Regions from separate parts of the Sus scrofa genome. Here region 1 is linked to region 2. Evidence: chromatin contacts called from public HiChIP or PLAC-seq data. All regions are on one chromosome and are shown on one strand. The core of a region is the stretch at or near the end of the contact, and the rest is flanking DNA. Distances in the headings are between cores, read along the strand shown. Region 1 holds the start of DLG4 (disks large homolog 4). Region 2 holds the start of EIF5A (eukaryotic translation initiation factor 5A-1).

Region 1 (7,184 bases), core at 1,918-4,417, 85 kb before region 2:
ATTCGCTCCCCCGGCCTCGCCCACACTGTCCCTCCGCCCCGCCCCAGTCGGCCAATGAATGAGGCCATTGGCCACACTGCCCCGCCCCCGGCGTCTTAGCTTGCCCAATAAGGACCACCCGGAGGGTTTAACCGCTTCGCCTCCGGGACTCTGGCCAAATGCCCCCGGTCTTTCCCCACTTTTCCCCCCTCCCCCACTTGTTCTGCTCCGCCCTCCGCCACCCTCGCCCGGCCCTCAGGCCCGCCACGCAACTTCAGTCGTCGCCGGTTACCATGGCAACGGCGGCAGCAGCGCGGGGAGAAGAGGGAGGGACGGGGGCGGAGTGGGAGAGAGAGATGTTCAGAGACAGAGAGACACCGGCAGAGAGATAGGCACGGAGTAAGACTAAGTGATAGCTGTAGAGGCAGAGCGAGCACAATGCATAGGGTCCGGCACAGAGTAAGCAATCAATAAATGTTCCTTAAATTACTGCGGCAGGAGTCTAAATATAGGCAGTGAAAGATGGAGGACTCAGATGGAGCTGGGAAGCTCAACGACCGCAAAGCATGAGCACCCTCTACCCCACCCAGCATTTGGGGGGGGACGGACAAGTGCCATGTGCCCCCTGCTGGCTCCTCCTAGGCTAACCCTGCGCTGCCCTGAATAGAGATGAACCACAAGTCCCAACAGCCCCACGGGCAGCAACCCTCTAACACTGAGGGAACTTGTGCCTCAAGGCCTTGTGGGACTTGAAGTCCCCGCCATCCCGAGACAGACAAGTTTTGCGGCCAAGGAATGTGGCAAGCCTGGGTCTCCACGCCTCTGTAAAAGCCCCAAAATGCATGATCCTCTCTGCGTAAGACTCCTTCCTTCGGGAATGCTCAACCCTGGGCTCCATCGAAGAAGCAGGGTTCTTGAAGGAAGACGAATAACCCCCCCACCCCCCGTCCCAGAATAGCTGCCAGTGCAGGCAAGCCCCTCACCCTCGCTGGCATATGTGTGTTCACGTGTTGGAAGCAGAGCCCACACATTCCAACTGGCTTTCCGTATACACCTGCACATAAGGGACTAGAGCCAGGGAGCCTAAGGCTAAGGGGCAGGCTACGGGCAGGAGACCACCGGGGAAACTGAGGATCAGACAGACATTAAAGGAGAGCAGCCCAGAGAAACTGAGGCACAAAAATCCACGGAAACTACAGGGGATGAGAGGAAGCAGCAGCATGGGAGAAAGCCCAAAGCCCGCAGAACAGGGGATAAGCAAGTAGCTCTGGAGAGGGGGTCGGGGCTGGGACCTAAAGGTCCTCCGCTCCCAGTCGCCTCTGTCCAAGCTCACACATGAGCGAGGCATGTATAGACGCATGTGTACACACATGTGTGAGTTTGTGGCAGGGAACATGTGTGTCCTCAGCTCCCTCCCCTGAGAATCTGCAGTTCCCACTAAATATAACCCCCTCCCCAGCCTGTGACTCACCCAGACCCCGCCTCCCCGGCCCCCACTTCCTGTCCCACCCCCCAACCCCCAGCTGCCTGCCACCCGCCCAAGCCTCCCTCCACACACCAGGCATCCAGCCTCCCAGTCCCAGAGTCCTAGAGCCAAGACCAGGGTATTCTGCATCCCACCAGGAGCTTGCTAGCTCTGCCAGCCAGGATCTCTGGCACTCCAACCACAGGGATAGCCTTGTACGGATCTTCCCGGCTGCCAGCCCGGCCCTCCTCTGACTCCTTCTCACCCCAGTAACCTTAAATCCAGGTGTCCTCCCCCACCTTTATCCCAAGGGTCAGGGGTAACAGGAACATCCCCTCCACCTGCTCTTCTCCCTCTTTCTCAACCAGGGGTAGATATTGTGTGGGAGGAGATGGGGGTGATGGGCATCTGCCTGGGCCACCCCCAAATTCTGCACCATGCACCTGGTCCCCCTCCTCAAATCCCCTCTCTCCCCAAACCTCTCCTCCTCCTCCTCCTCAGGAGCTGCCAGCCTCAGCTGCTGCAACCTTCCACCACCCAAGGGAGCACCCCCAATCCTAACCTCACCTGGTCCCTTCCCTCAGGTGATCCTATGTCAGGCCCTAGCTCGCTGACAACTCCCAACTATCCCCATTCCGTAAGCTGGAACCCTAAATTAACTGCTCCCCCAAAATGAGAGCACCCCCAAATGTATCTACCACGAGACGCTTCTTCTATAACCTGAAGGCCTTCCCCTTCCGTGCCAGCTGACACCCCCAGACCAGTCAGGCCCTCACAACCAGTAACCTCCTACCCCCAAGCCAGGAGCCCCCCTGAAATTGGACAAGACACCTGCAGACCAGTTTGTCTCCCAGGGGAGAAGGGGACCCCCCACGCAGAGCCCCTCTTCTAACACACACCGGGCAGGACTCCCATGTGAGCCAGGCTTCTCCTTAAATAAGTCTCCCTCAAACATCACTGGTGAAGCTCAGAATCCACCAGCCCCCAAGTCACAGAATACCCCCTATTTTCCATTTCTCCCCAGGTACAAAGGGATCACTCCAGGGGGCACCTGTGGCCAAACCCAGCATTTTCTCAGCCGTGAACCCCCAAACTAAATTATGACCCCCAAATCCATCTTCGGATGCTCTCACGCCAGGGCCCCCGGGCGGCAGATTAGGCCTGACAAACCCCTCCCCACAAACTCTCACCCTCCCCCCAGGTGACTGGCCCCCCCATCACGGCTTACCTTGGTTGTCACTATACAGAGACAGTCCATGTTGGGGGGCCTGGCCGCGGCGGCGGGTAAGGGGCTCTGACTTCATCGGAGTTTCGTTCCTCCCCTCCCTGGGTTCTCACCCCTCCCCCCTCCGCACCCCACTTTTGCAGGGGGGGCCAGGATGGGGGGAGGGGTGAGAGGGGAAAGAGGGGGTTGGAGAAGGGGAGGGGAGGGGAGCGTGGGAGGGAGGGGAAGGGGGCCCTAAAAGGGGGTCCCCAGTGGAGGGGAGGGGGCTTGGGGAGCACACCCCGATTCTCAGGAGGGGCGGGGGCACCGGGGGCTGGCAGCCCCGGAGTTCGGGGGCTGGGGCATGAGCTGAGGTGGGGGAGGGGAGCTGGATTTCGGGGAGCCCCGGGGTAAGGGGGGGTCTTGCCTAACGGCCAGGGGCTCGGGGCCGTGGCGGGGGAGTGGGGTGGGGGGGTCGGAGGCGGCAGCGGCCGAGGGAGCCGTGGAGCCGAGGAGGGAAGGGGAGAGAGGAGGAGAGAGGAAGCAGGGGGAGGGAGGGAGCGATCGAGGAGCAGAATGGGGGGTGCCTTGGCAGGCTTAACTCCTTCCGCGCTGGCAGGAACCCGGATAATGGGAAAGGAGATGGAGGCAGGAGCGGAGAGGCCCTGAGGCCAACATGGAGGCCTGGCCAGAGCCACCAGCGCTGACAGCAGAGCCAGGGAGGAGGAAGCAGCCCGAGATGGGCTGGGAGCCGCCAGGGTGGCGGGGCCGCTGGAGAGAGGCTGTGCTCGGGGCAGGCAGGGAGGGAGGGCCAGGCACGAGGGAGTCCCTGGGGGCCTCAGCTCCCTCAGACGCACAGGAGGAAGCCTCAAGAGTGACTGAGTCCTGGACCCTTTGGGGCCTGCAGCTGGGGCAGGTGAAGAGGGGGCTGCAGGGGCGCCTGACTCCGGCCGTGGTCCCAGGGCCCCCAAGTCTCAGGGTAATAGTAGCAGTGCTTTGCGCACCCCTCCAGCCCTGCCTGCTCCCTCGGGAAGTCGGGCCCCCACCCTCACCCCCTTACCTGGCTCTCTGAGATGGAAGCCTCATAATAGTCCAGGATGTCTGTCACAGGAACAGAACCACCGAGTTACCTCGCCCACCCCCTGCCTCTCTGGCCGCCCCTGCCATCACCTCACCTCCGTCTGCCCGCTAAGGGAGGAACCCCTCCAGCCCGGGCTGGTGGACGCTGATGGAGGACCCCTGCCTGGGGCTCCTGCAGCTACCAAAAGATCTCCAGACTCCCAAGCAGCCCCCAGGCCAGCCCTTTCCACGGCTGCCCCTCGGAAAATCGGGGCTACTCACCCAGCAAGGCCTGGAAGAGGTCACTGTGCAGCACCGTGAGGAGAGGGGGTGCCCATCGCAATAGTGGGGGGGCCAGGAGCCAGAGGGCTGACCTGGGAGCTGGTGAAATGCAAATGAGGGAGGATTGGGACAAGGGAGCCAGCCACGAGGCGCCAACACATTCACCTCCGCCTCTTATCTCTGCTCTCTCACCCCAGACTCTCTGGAGAGGTCCAGGACAAGGACCCCCAGGCCCACCCTCTCCCCCCAGGCCTCTCCTTCACAAGGACTCCTGTTTTTCACCTCTGGGTCCCTCGGACATCTCTCTCTTCTCTCACTTTAATCTCTCTAATCCCCCCAGGGTCAGAGGAGCTGAGCTGCCTCCTCCCGACCCAGCTGGACCTGCCAGGCAAAGCAGGCAGCCTCCGACCCGCCCGCTGTGCCACCACCATCACCATCTTCCTCCTCACACCCTGGCCCCTCCCCAAAGCCAGGTGTGACCCCTCCACTTTCCTGAAGACTGGGCAAGGGGGTCAGCTGCTCCCACAGCTCAAAAGGAAAGGAAACTGTCACTCTCTTCTGGGCCTGGCCCCCGTGAGAATGGCAAAGGGGCATAAATTATCTGGGACTTCTGGACCCAGGGTTAAACATGTTTGTGTGAGAGAGAGAAAGAGAACCAGACCCGACAGGGACATGAGAATTCCTACGGTTCCTCTGGGGCCTGGGAAGAACCCATCTGCCCAGAGGCCTGGCCTGAGCACATGGTCTCAGCAGAGAGCAGAGGGCGGAGACAAAGATGTTCAAGGTCTCAGCGGACCCACCTGGCTTCCTTCCTATTGTCAAAATTTAGGTGTTTCAGGAGCTCCCCTTGTGGCTCAGCGGTAATGAACCTGACTAGTATCCCTGAGGGTCAGGTTCAATCCCTGGCCTTGCTCAGTGGGTAAGGATCCGGCATTGCCATGAGCTGTGGTGTAGGTCACAGATGCGGCTCGGATCCTGCTGTGCCCTGTGGTGAAGGCCAGCAGCTATAGCTCCGATTTGATTCCTAGCCTGGGAAGCTCCATATGCCGCACCTGTGGCCCTAAAAAGCAAAACGAAAAAGCTGACGTGTTGCTGGAGTTAGGGACTACTCCTAGGCTTCAGGAAAACATTCCTGGGACACCCACCCCACATCCACCTTGAGTCACCCGCCCCGCCATTTCACTCCCTTCCGTGTCGGTAGAGACCAATTTGATGAGACACCGCAAAGAGTCGTCTTTCCACGCCCCTGCCTCTGGCCTCTATCTTAGGCTTCTCTCTTCTCACCTCTCCCTTCTAATTCCACCTGGAAAGTCCTCCCGTCATTCTACCCTCCCTCCCTCTGGCTGCAGTCTCCTAAATTTCTCTCTCAGCCTATCGCATCACCCCTTTTTAGGGCGACACTCTAGTTCGGACAGGCGAGATGAAGGAGTCTGGGTAGATAAGGGACGTCTGGGGATGACCCTAGGTCATCCAGCATGCAGGTGCTGGGTGGCGCCCCGGAACTACAGCTCCCAGCGTGCCCTCGGCGCCCGGAAGCCCCGCCCCCCCGCCTCCCGGTGCATTGTGGAGGATGAGTCAGGGCGCGGGTCCCAGACTTTGGCAGATCTGGCAGGAGCGCTAGGTCACAGCGCTCAGGGCAGCGGCGGCCGTCGCGGGTTCGGAAATGCAGGCGGCGAAGATGACCCCGAACGTGGGGCGGCAGCTGCTGAGGTTGGGGGGCGTAAGGTGTGTGTACGACAGGAGGAACAGGGGCAGCGGGCCCGGGGACCGGGCCAGCCCTGAACCCCTACTTCCCACAGCTCGAGACTCTCTGCGCTCCCGGAGCAGCCCCGGCCCGGCCCTGCCTGGCGTCCCTATGCCCATGGGGCCGCCCAGGTAAGGGACGGCAGCTTTCGGGGGGAATGGGGGCGGTGAGAGCGGCAGTTGGCCTCGGCTGGCTCCCACCTCCGACCGCCAACAGGGGTCTCCCTCTGGGTCCCAGTCACCTGCCGACTGGCTGCCCCGGCGCAGAAAGTAGGGGAAAGGGCAGACAAGGTGCCCTAGGATGGAAACTAGGGGAAAGGCTGCGCCCTCCCCTAACAGCCAGCTCTAACCCTTTGCTTTCTTTGGCGCTTCGGAATCCCAAGACCAAGCCTGATGCCCTCTCCTCTGAGGCTTCGACCAGAGAAAAAAGGATCCAGACGGTATGTGGCCTCGAGCCTGGGAGGAGTTAAGCGGAGGCAGACCCAGCCCGTGCCGCCTCGTGAAACCTCCTTCTTCTTGCATAGGAATCCAAATCCTTTGCTGTGGGCATGTTCAAAGGCCAGCTCACCACGGATCAGGTGTTTCCATATCCGTCTGGTAAGGAATTGGGTGTCGCAGCCGGGCGGGGGCCCTGGCCTGGCCTTGTCTGACCTGTCCATCCCTCTTGACACCCTCATCCCCCGCAGTGCTCAACGAGGACCAAACACAGGTTCTCCAAGAGCTGGTGGGGCCCGTGTCCCGTTTCTTTGAGGTGAGCGATGCCAGCCTGAGGAGTAGAGGGCTTGGTCCCTGATGGAGTGGGAGGGAGGTTAAGGAGTCTGATTGGACGAGCCTGGACGTAGGGCCCTGTCTTCTCCAGGAGGTGAACGATCCTGCCAAGAATGACATGCTGGAGCGAGTGGAGGAGACCACTATGCAGGGCCTCAAGGAGCTGGGGGCCTTTGGTCTGCAAGTGCCCAGTGAGCTGGGTGGCGTGGGCCTCTGCAACACTCAGGTGAGGGCGCCCCTTCCGTCACCTCCAGTGTGTTCTGGTCCACTCCTTTCTTGCCCCCTGGGGGCCTGTGGAATGTTGACTCTTAACATCCGGCTACATGCGGTCCCTGAAGGCCGGGGACCTCACCCAGGTTCCCAGGCCCTCATGAAGCTCTGGTGGGGACCACCCGACCATAGGGTAGGAAACCTCCCTCCCATCAAAACCTGGAGCAGCCCCGCCAGTCCTCTGCCATGGTCCCACCTCCTCTGTCCACTCACTTTGTGGGGATGTCCAGGTCAGGCCCTGTCCTGCTGCCCCTGCTCTCCTGCCAAGGGCAGTGCCCCACATAGCGAGTTTGAGCCCCAGCTGCCTGTCTCCCCGGCAGTACGCCCGCTTGGTGGAGATTGTCGGAATGCACGACCTCGGCGTGGGCATCGTCCTGGGGGCCCATCAGAGCATTGGTTTCAAAGGCATCCTGC
Region 2 (7,547 bases), core at 154-2,653:
CCACCACGTTTAATTCCAAAACATTTCATGACTCTAAAATAAAACCCCATGACCTCTGAACAGTTACTTCCCATTCCCCTTATCTCCAACATCTGGTGACCACCAATCTGCTATTTTTTTTTTTTTTTTTTCCCTTTTTGGCTGCATCCGCGGCATGTGGAAGTTCCCTGGCCAAGGATCCAACTCACGCCACAGCAGCGACCTGAGTCCCTACAGGGACGGTGCCGCATCTTTAACTCACTTTATCGCAAGAGAAGCCCCCAGTCTGCTTTTTGTTTCTATGTACTTACCTACTCTGAATATCTCTTATCAATGAAAGCATAAAGCATGTGACCTTTTTTGGCTTCTTAGCAAAATGTTTTCAAAGTTCATCGAGCTGGAGCATGCATTAACACTTCATTCCTTTTGGCGATTCATAGTCCATTACACACACATGCCACAATTTACTCATTCATCTGTTGACGGATGTTTGGGTTGTTTCCACCTTTAAAAAGTTTTTGACAAAAAAATTAATTAATTTAAAAAAAACACAATTTTTTTTAGGGCCACTCCTGGCATATCGAAATTCCCAGGCTAGGGGTCCGATGGGAGCTGCAGCTGCCAGCCTACACCACAGCCACACCAACATGGGATCACAGTCACATCTACCACCTACACTGTGGCTTGCAGCAATGCAGGATCCTTAACCCACTGTGTGAAGCCAGGGATCCAACCTGCATTCTCTCGCGGATACTAGTAGGTTCTTAACCGGCCGAGCCACAATGGGAATGAACCCCTTTGTTTCCACGTTTTGACCACCATGAATAGTGCGGCTGTAAACATTAGCGTGCAAGGATGTGAATACCTGTTTTTAATTTTGGAGGGAGGTAGATACCTAGGACTGGAATTGTTGGGTCATGTAATACATCTTTGACAAGAGCAGAAATTGGACTTTTAAACAATACTCTCAGGAAGACTGTTGTTGTTGTTTTCTCTCTCTCAAAGCAAATGCCATAAAACACAGAAAACTGAGTAGGAAGAGCTGGGGGTGATGATATTATATGCTACATAAATGTATTCATTCAAACGAGTGTTTGCAGTTTCCATCTAGCAGGTCACATCTCAAACAAAACAACCAGATTCCAAGCCCAGCTTAGTTGCTTGTCTTGTTACACAATTCTGTTGTCCACTTAGCTTACTGAAGCAATGAAGGCATACAGGTAGTGCTGAAAATCCTGGAACTGGAGAGGTAAGATTATAACCTTTCAGGAAAAGCAGCAGCTTTTTTCCCTAGAACGAGGGCCAGGTAAACTCATTCCGAGGGAGAGCATGTTTCTGGCTTCGCGGACACCTCCTAGGACTTAAAGAACGTCAGTGAAATCTGATACCCCACTCTTCATTACAGTGAACTTTTTCTAGGTTTGCTTGTAGACGACTGCTCTGGAGACGGCGGAGACTAGGTGGAGGAAAAAGAGAAATACCGTGTAAGTCTCTACATCTTAGGAATCAGAAGTAGAAAGGCCTCTGTGGAAACTACTGGGACCAACACGGACCAGGGTTTTAAACAAGATGGTGGCTGAGGGCAGGACCGCTCTATCTTCCCGCGCGAAACTCTATGGCAGAGCAGAAGCGCAGTTTAGAGAAGTGAAGCTGAGAAGGGTGGTAACCCGACCAGCACTAGCGCGCTAGGGCGGCTGGAATCGAAAGGGCTCTGCCGCGCATGTGCGGAACCGTGGGGGATGGGCTCAGAGACAAGGGGCCCACCCCACAGCACAAGTTTTCTGAAACGTGTGAGTCTTTTAAGACCAGCTAAAGCCGAAGTGGGGCGTTTCCTAAGACGCATGCGTTCTAGACAGAACCAGCAATACAGTGGCGTGGTCTTTTCAACGCCTGGCGTACAGACGACGTCTGAGGTGGAAGGGGCGGTCAGGATTCCCAACACGCATGCGCTTTGAGGCCGAGGCGTTTCCTTCAGAGGGTGTGGAGTGCGGGGCTCCTTACTGCGCAAGCGCAAGGACTGTCCGGTAGAGCTGGTGGTCTAACCCGGGGAGGGGAGAGGAGGTGGAAGGGCTTAAAAAACCGGGTGCGCCTGCGCGTTGTCTACCGGTGGGACGAGCTCAGGATTTGTGAGGGGCGGGGTCACGTATGCGCGTCATTGGATGGGTAGGTAGGAGGGAGGGTGGAGATCGGGGAGGGTCTGTGCGCTTGCGCAGTGCGGGGGTGGAGGGCGGAGGAGATAGGTAGCACGCTTGCGCGGCTGTCACAGGGCTGCTTGGTTGGTCAGTGGGGAGTCGGCGCCTGCGTACTAAGACCCGTGTGCAGCAGCAGCGGCGGCGGCGGTAGAGGCGGCGGCGGCGGCGGCGGCGGCAGCGGGCTCGGAGGCAGCGGTTGGGCTCGCGGCGAGCGGACGGGGTCGAGTCAGTGCGTTCGCGCGAGGTGAGAGCGAGCAGGGCGCGCGTGCGCGGAACCTTGGTTTGGGCCTGGGAGTAGAGATGGAACTGCGCGAGTGTCGGGGAGGGGGCAGAGGGGAGCGGCGGCCACCGCCGCACGGGGTTCGGTCGGGCAGCAGCGCGAGGTGCGGAGAGGCTCGGGCGCGCGCCCCGGTTGGCGCGCGGGGTGACGGTTGGGGCTGGCCGGGTGACGTTGGAGCGACGCAGGGCGGGGGACGGCGAGCCGCGAGGCCGCCACGCGGGAGAGGCCGCCGGGCGGCCACGCTGGGACGAGGGCCGGGGACCAGATCGGCCCGCCGGGGCAAGGGTACCTGGGCCGTTTAGAACCGGGAGCCGCGCGGCCACGTGAGGTGGGGGAGGGGGCTATTCGGTGAGAGGGCATGTGGGGGGGTTGGCGGCCAGCGAGGGGAGGGGAGGCGGCGTGGCTCCGGCCTGGCGCGGCCTTTGAGGAGGGGGCGCCCGCAGCACCGGAAGTGCCCCCACGGCAGCCTGCCCTCGGGGTCGGAGGCCGCATGGCCGAACGTGGACGGGGGCCGCATGGCAGCGCGGGGACCCCTCCCCCCAGGTCCCCGCCACCGGAAGCCCCGGGCGGCCACATGGTGGGCGGGAGCCGGCAACCCCCCGCGCGGGGAGAGCTAGTCCTCGCGGGCGCTTAAGGGGGCTTGGAATTTTGAGGAGTGCGAGTAGCCCGTGGCCCGGATCCTGATCACTCCGGAGAGCCGTCTGCGGGCATATGTTAGTGTTCTCTCCCCTCATGGGCCCCTGGGGCTTTTCCCCCATATCCTCCTGTGAAGCGAGGTGGCCAGCCAGGTGTAAGTGGCACTCTTCCGTGCTGGGAGGCCAACGAAATGGGGAAACTGAGAGCAGTTGGACGGGAGCCCAACTCTTCTCGGTCATGCCGACAACGGCTTAAAGTCCTGGGCAGATGAGTTACTCTGTGTGATAGGTGCTCTTCACCTTGTCACTGTCGTTCTCGTTGGGTCTGATTTGGGAGTTCCCGGCTTTAGAGTCCATAACTTTCCTAGCTTAGTATAATTTATTCTACTTTCTAACTACTACCAGCCTTTTGCTTTCATTTTATTGTCATTCACCACTCTTCACTCCCCCACTTTCTACTGACTGTACAGGCCCGGCCTGAAAAGCCGACAGGACTGATGCATCCTGGGAAAAGTGGGAGGGCCCTCGCGAAGAGGCTGGGTTCCTGGGTTCCCTTTGGGAAACCAGAGGTGTTTGGCAGGGAGATCTGTTAGAAAACAACTTTACTTTCTTCCCCTCGGCTGCATCTGCAAATGCATGTTGGAGAGGCGGGAATCCCCCAAAGAGGCCTTGTGGTTTCCTGTACCAATGACTGGCTCGTGTGTGGATAGGGTGGGGGGGGTGTAACAGAGACGGGTGGGGCTCCCTGTCCTCCGGTCTCCACCCCCCTCCCCTCCATTAGCCCCGCCCTTTTGCTGGCTCATAGCTGCTCACCTAATTATAGCCCTGGTTCTGTGTGGGGAAGAGGGGTGGTTGGTTTCACTGGCAAGTTACACCTGAGTCCTCCCCGTACTAGGAGGCAGGCCTTTGCCCATCTCAGAGATTTGGCATCCTAACGTCCTGGAGGTCTCCTATCCCAAGCCGCCCCTTTAGCTTTCATTTGCTGTGGGGATCCTGCTGATCTTCCGCCTGCATATACACACTAGTTCTGAGGTATTTTTGATCCCCGTCAGGATGTAACGTAGGAGCTTGTACCATACTATGCGGGTAATGGAATAAAGGGGGAGGAATGAAGTACTGTTTCCAGAGTAGAGTGGAATAGATTGGAGATCTGTGAACTCTGTCCTTACTGACCCTAGTTCTTTTCTTGACTCTAGTTGGAATCGAAGCCTCTTAAAATGGCAGATGATTTGGACTTCGAGACAGGAGATGCAGGGGCCTCAGCCACCTTCCCGATGCAGTGCTCAGCGTTACGTAAGAATGGCTTTGTGGTGCTCAAAGGCCGGCCATGTAAGATTGTGGAGATGTCTACCTCCAAGACTGGCAAGCACGGCCACGCCAAGGTTAGAATTTCACTTCCACATTTTGCCTTTCCCACAAGCTGTCATCCGTGCTGGCCCTCTACCTTCTTTAGCTCTTTTATTACTGTCCAGTTCCTGAGCTCAGCCCTTAGCCTGGAACACCTTTCAACTGCCACACCAGCATTCAGCTTTTTCCTTGGTTACTCTCCTGTGGCCTGTCATCCTCGAAATCCCTCCTCTTCTCCATCGATGTGTGAATCTCCCAGCTTTTCTTCGAGCTCCTTTATGTATGCTCTGGCTATTCAGGTGCTCCGTCCTTGTTTTCCTGATTCCCTTTTTCTCCTTTGAGACCTTGTAGGAACTCTGTTTCCATTGCTTTGCCCAGGATTTCTCTCTGCAGTCCTAACAACGCACCCTTCCCCTGGAGGGGCTCCGGTGTACCTCTGAGCTTCTGAATTGCTGCTCCCTCTGCTGGAGCCACCTCCTGCTTCTTTGGGTCCTGATATTCTTTCTGCTTTTCTTGTAACTTTGTACTTTTTTTTTTTTTTCTCAGAAGTTGAACCTGGCCCATCCATTCCTCGTGGTTTGTTCCCTAAATAGGTTTTTCCAACTTCTGTTGCCCTGGCATTTGTTCATCCTGGGTCATCCCCTAATGCTTCCATCATGCCTCTGTACTTACTGTTCTTTCAGGTTTCCTTGTTTCCTAAATGCGTGGTCCTTTCTGGTGTCCCCCAAGTCCTTTTTCTTTTTGACTCTTCCTTTCTCATTCCTTCCTGTTTTCTGAACTTTTTTTCCTTCTACTTTGCTTATTTTGCAAGTCCTCAGCCTTTTATGTTGATGTCCAAAAAACCTCTTCTAACTTTTACCTGGATTCCTCCTGCTTCCCAAGGACCTTGGCCTCATTCATGTTTTGATAGCTTGAGGTAACTGACTGCTCCAGGCCTGCCCTAAAACCTTCCCTTGTGCTGTCAATTCCAGTCATGGTGGTCTTTGGCCTTCAGCTCTTTTTAGGGGCTTTAGTGTTTCTTTTTTGAATTAATTGGTTCCATTGCCAACTTCCCTAATCTTTGCCCTGACAACTCAGTCTGACTTCCCTTACCAGCCAGGGAAACTTTGATGAGCCTTTATCTTCTCCATCCTAGAGTCTGGTTGGGTTTCTCTCTGATGTGATGCATACACACAGGTCCATCTGGTTGGTATTGACATCTTTACTGGGAAGAAATATGAAGATATCTGCCCGTCAACTCATAATATGGATGTCCCCAACATCAAAAGGAATGATTTCCAGGTATGGAGATGGTTGGGCGCAGATGGAGTAGTGGTTGGGGGTGGGTGGAGGGAGATGCATACTGATCAGAAGAGCTTGGGCCAGAGAGATGGCAGGAGAGGGTATTTGGTGTCAGTTTGCCACCCGAGTTTGCCCATCAAGATTCTTTATCCTCAAGCTACCTGGGCCTCCCTTCAGCTTCCTTCCCTGTCTGCCTTCAGCTGATTGGCATCCAGGATGGGTATCTATCGCTGCTCCAAGACAGCGGGGAGGTGCGAGAGGACCTTCGTCTGCCTGAGGGAGACCTCGGCAAGGAGATTGAGCAGAAGTACGACTGTGGAGAAGAGATCCTGGTATGGTGCCCCCCTTTGTTTTGTGCCCAGCTCTGTTCCTCCGTGCTGCTTCCCAAGCTCAGACTTGTGACCGTCCCCCCTGCTCCCTCAGATCACGGTGCTGTCTGCCATGACAGAGGAGGCAGCTGTTGCAATCAAGGCCATGGCAAAATAACTGGCTCCCAGGTGAGCATGACCCCGCCCCAAAGCCCCCTTCACACGCTTTGTCATTTCCATCAAAGCGATGCTTTCAGCATGGTCATGGTGGTTCAAGGCTTATTTTCTGCCCCCAGCATGGCCCTGTCCCTCTTGCCCTTTTTCTCCTTGAAGGTTTTGCCCTGTCTCACCTGGTTTCTCTCTCCTACTCAGGGTGGCTGTGGTGGCAGCAGTGATCCTTCAGCCTGCAGAGGCCCTTTCCCCCAGCCTGGCCCAGCTCTGGCTTGGCCCTTGGCTGGACTCCTACATGACTTATTTGACGTTTTATTTTGGTTTCCCTACCCCCTCAATCTGTCGGGGAGCCCCTGCCCTTCACCCTGCTCCCTTGGCCAGGAGTGAGCGAACCATGGCCTTGGCGAAGCTGCCCTCCTCCTCTCCCCTCACACTACAGCCCTGGTGGGGGAGAGGGGGTGGGTGCTGCTTGTGGTTTAGTTTTTCTTTCTTCCTTTTTTTTTTTTTTTTTTTTTTTTTAATTCAACCTGGAATCAGAAAGCTGTGGATTCTGGCAAATGGTCCTTGTGCCCTTCCCACACTCGTCCCTGGTCTGGTCCCTTACTCCCCCATAGCCCTTTATCCCAAGCACCACCCCAACAGACTGGGGACCAGCCCCCTCCCCTGCTGATGTCTCTCCCCAAGTCCCTTTAGATGGGAGGGAAGAGGAGGAGAGGGGAGGGGACCTGCCCCCTCCTCAGGCATCTGGGAGGGCCCTGCCCCCCATGGGCTTCACCCTTTCCTGCGGGCTCTCTCCCCGACACATTTGTTAAAAATCAAACCTGAATAAAACTACAAGTTTAATATGAAGCCCCCAACTCAGCTGCTTCTTTGAATTAAATGGTATTTGCTGACCGGGAAGTCAATGTGGAAATGAGAAAGTGATTGGTAATCTGCTGTCCCACTGTGATTCCTGCGTCCTGCGGACCTGCCGCCCACTCCCACCCCCACCCCCACCCCAGGCAGCCCAGTGGGAGGTAACACAGACAGTAGCAGCATCGGGGGCAGTGGCAGGTAGATTTTATTGGCCTGGGACTGAGGCACACCAGGGATCCTCCCCCACAGTAGGGGGCAGGGGCTGGGAGCGAGGTTGATAGACTCTGATGGTCACTTGTGGTAGAATCGCGGGTTCTGGCTGTGCTGGATGAAGGGGAGCCGAGGGCCAGGCTGGCTGGTGGTTGCAAAGCCCGACTGGCAGCAGTAATGAGAGGAGGGCTTTGTCAGTGCGCGCCCTTCCCCTTCCTTCTACTCCCGCAGGGGACTGACAGCCATGGCAGAGGAGGAGGGAAAAAGGGGGGCAGGGACCACCTGTCCT

The links. HiChIP or PLAC-seq counts read pairs in DNA pulled down with a chosen protein or histone mark.
Region 1: a contact with region 2 is called in an H3K27ac HiChIP or PLAC-seq map of alveolar macrophages. The contact joins the promoter of DLG4 here to the promoter of EIF5A in region 2. A contact is called at or near these places in 6 of 47 Hi-C or Micro-C datasets (alveolar macrophages, blood, embryonic fibroblasts and 1 more) and 1 of 2 datasets of contacts at active chromatin or transcription factors (alveolar macrophages).

What each region holds. Positions count from the first base shown.
Region 1 is chr12:52,570,854-52,578,037 of Sscrofa11.1, forward strand. DLG4 (disks large homolog 4) reads right to left here and starts at 3,168. Exons shown (of 20, transcript XM_003481294.4): 1 at 2,673-3,168. The coding sequence starts at 2,702. ACADVL (very long-chain specific acyl-CoA dehydrogenase, mitochondrial) reads left to right here and starts at 2,668. Exons shown (of 20, transcript XM_021067809.1): 1 at 2,668-2,728; 2 at 5,789-5,864; 3 at 6,116-6,172; 4 at 6,257-6,329; 5 at 6,419-6,483; 6 at 6,592-6,726; 7 at 7,091-7,184. The coding sequence starts at 6,281.
Region 2 is chr12:52,657,637-52,665,183 of Sscrofa11.1, forward strand. It overlaps EIF5A (eukaryotic translation initiation factor 5A-1), which reads left to right and starts at 1,404. Exons shown (of 6, transcript XM_021067817.1): 1 at 1,404-1,463; 2 at 4,283-4,468; 3 at 5,610-5,714; 4 at 5,915-6,046; 5 at 6,138-6,211; 6 at 6,395-7,050. The coding sequence starts at 4,304. The coding sequence ends at 6,200. It overlaps GPS2 (G protein pathway suppressor 2), which reads right to left. Exons shown (of 11, transcript XM_003131934.4): 11 at 7,233-7,423. The coding sequence ends at 7,340.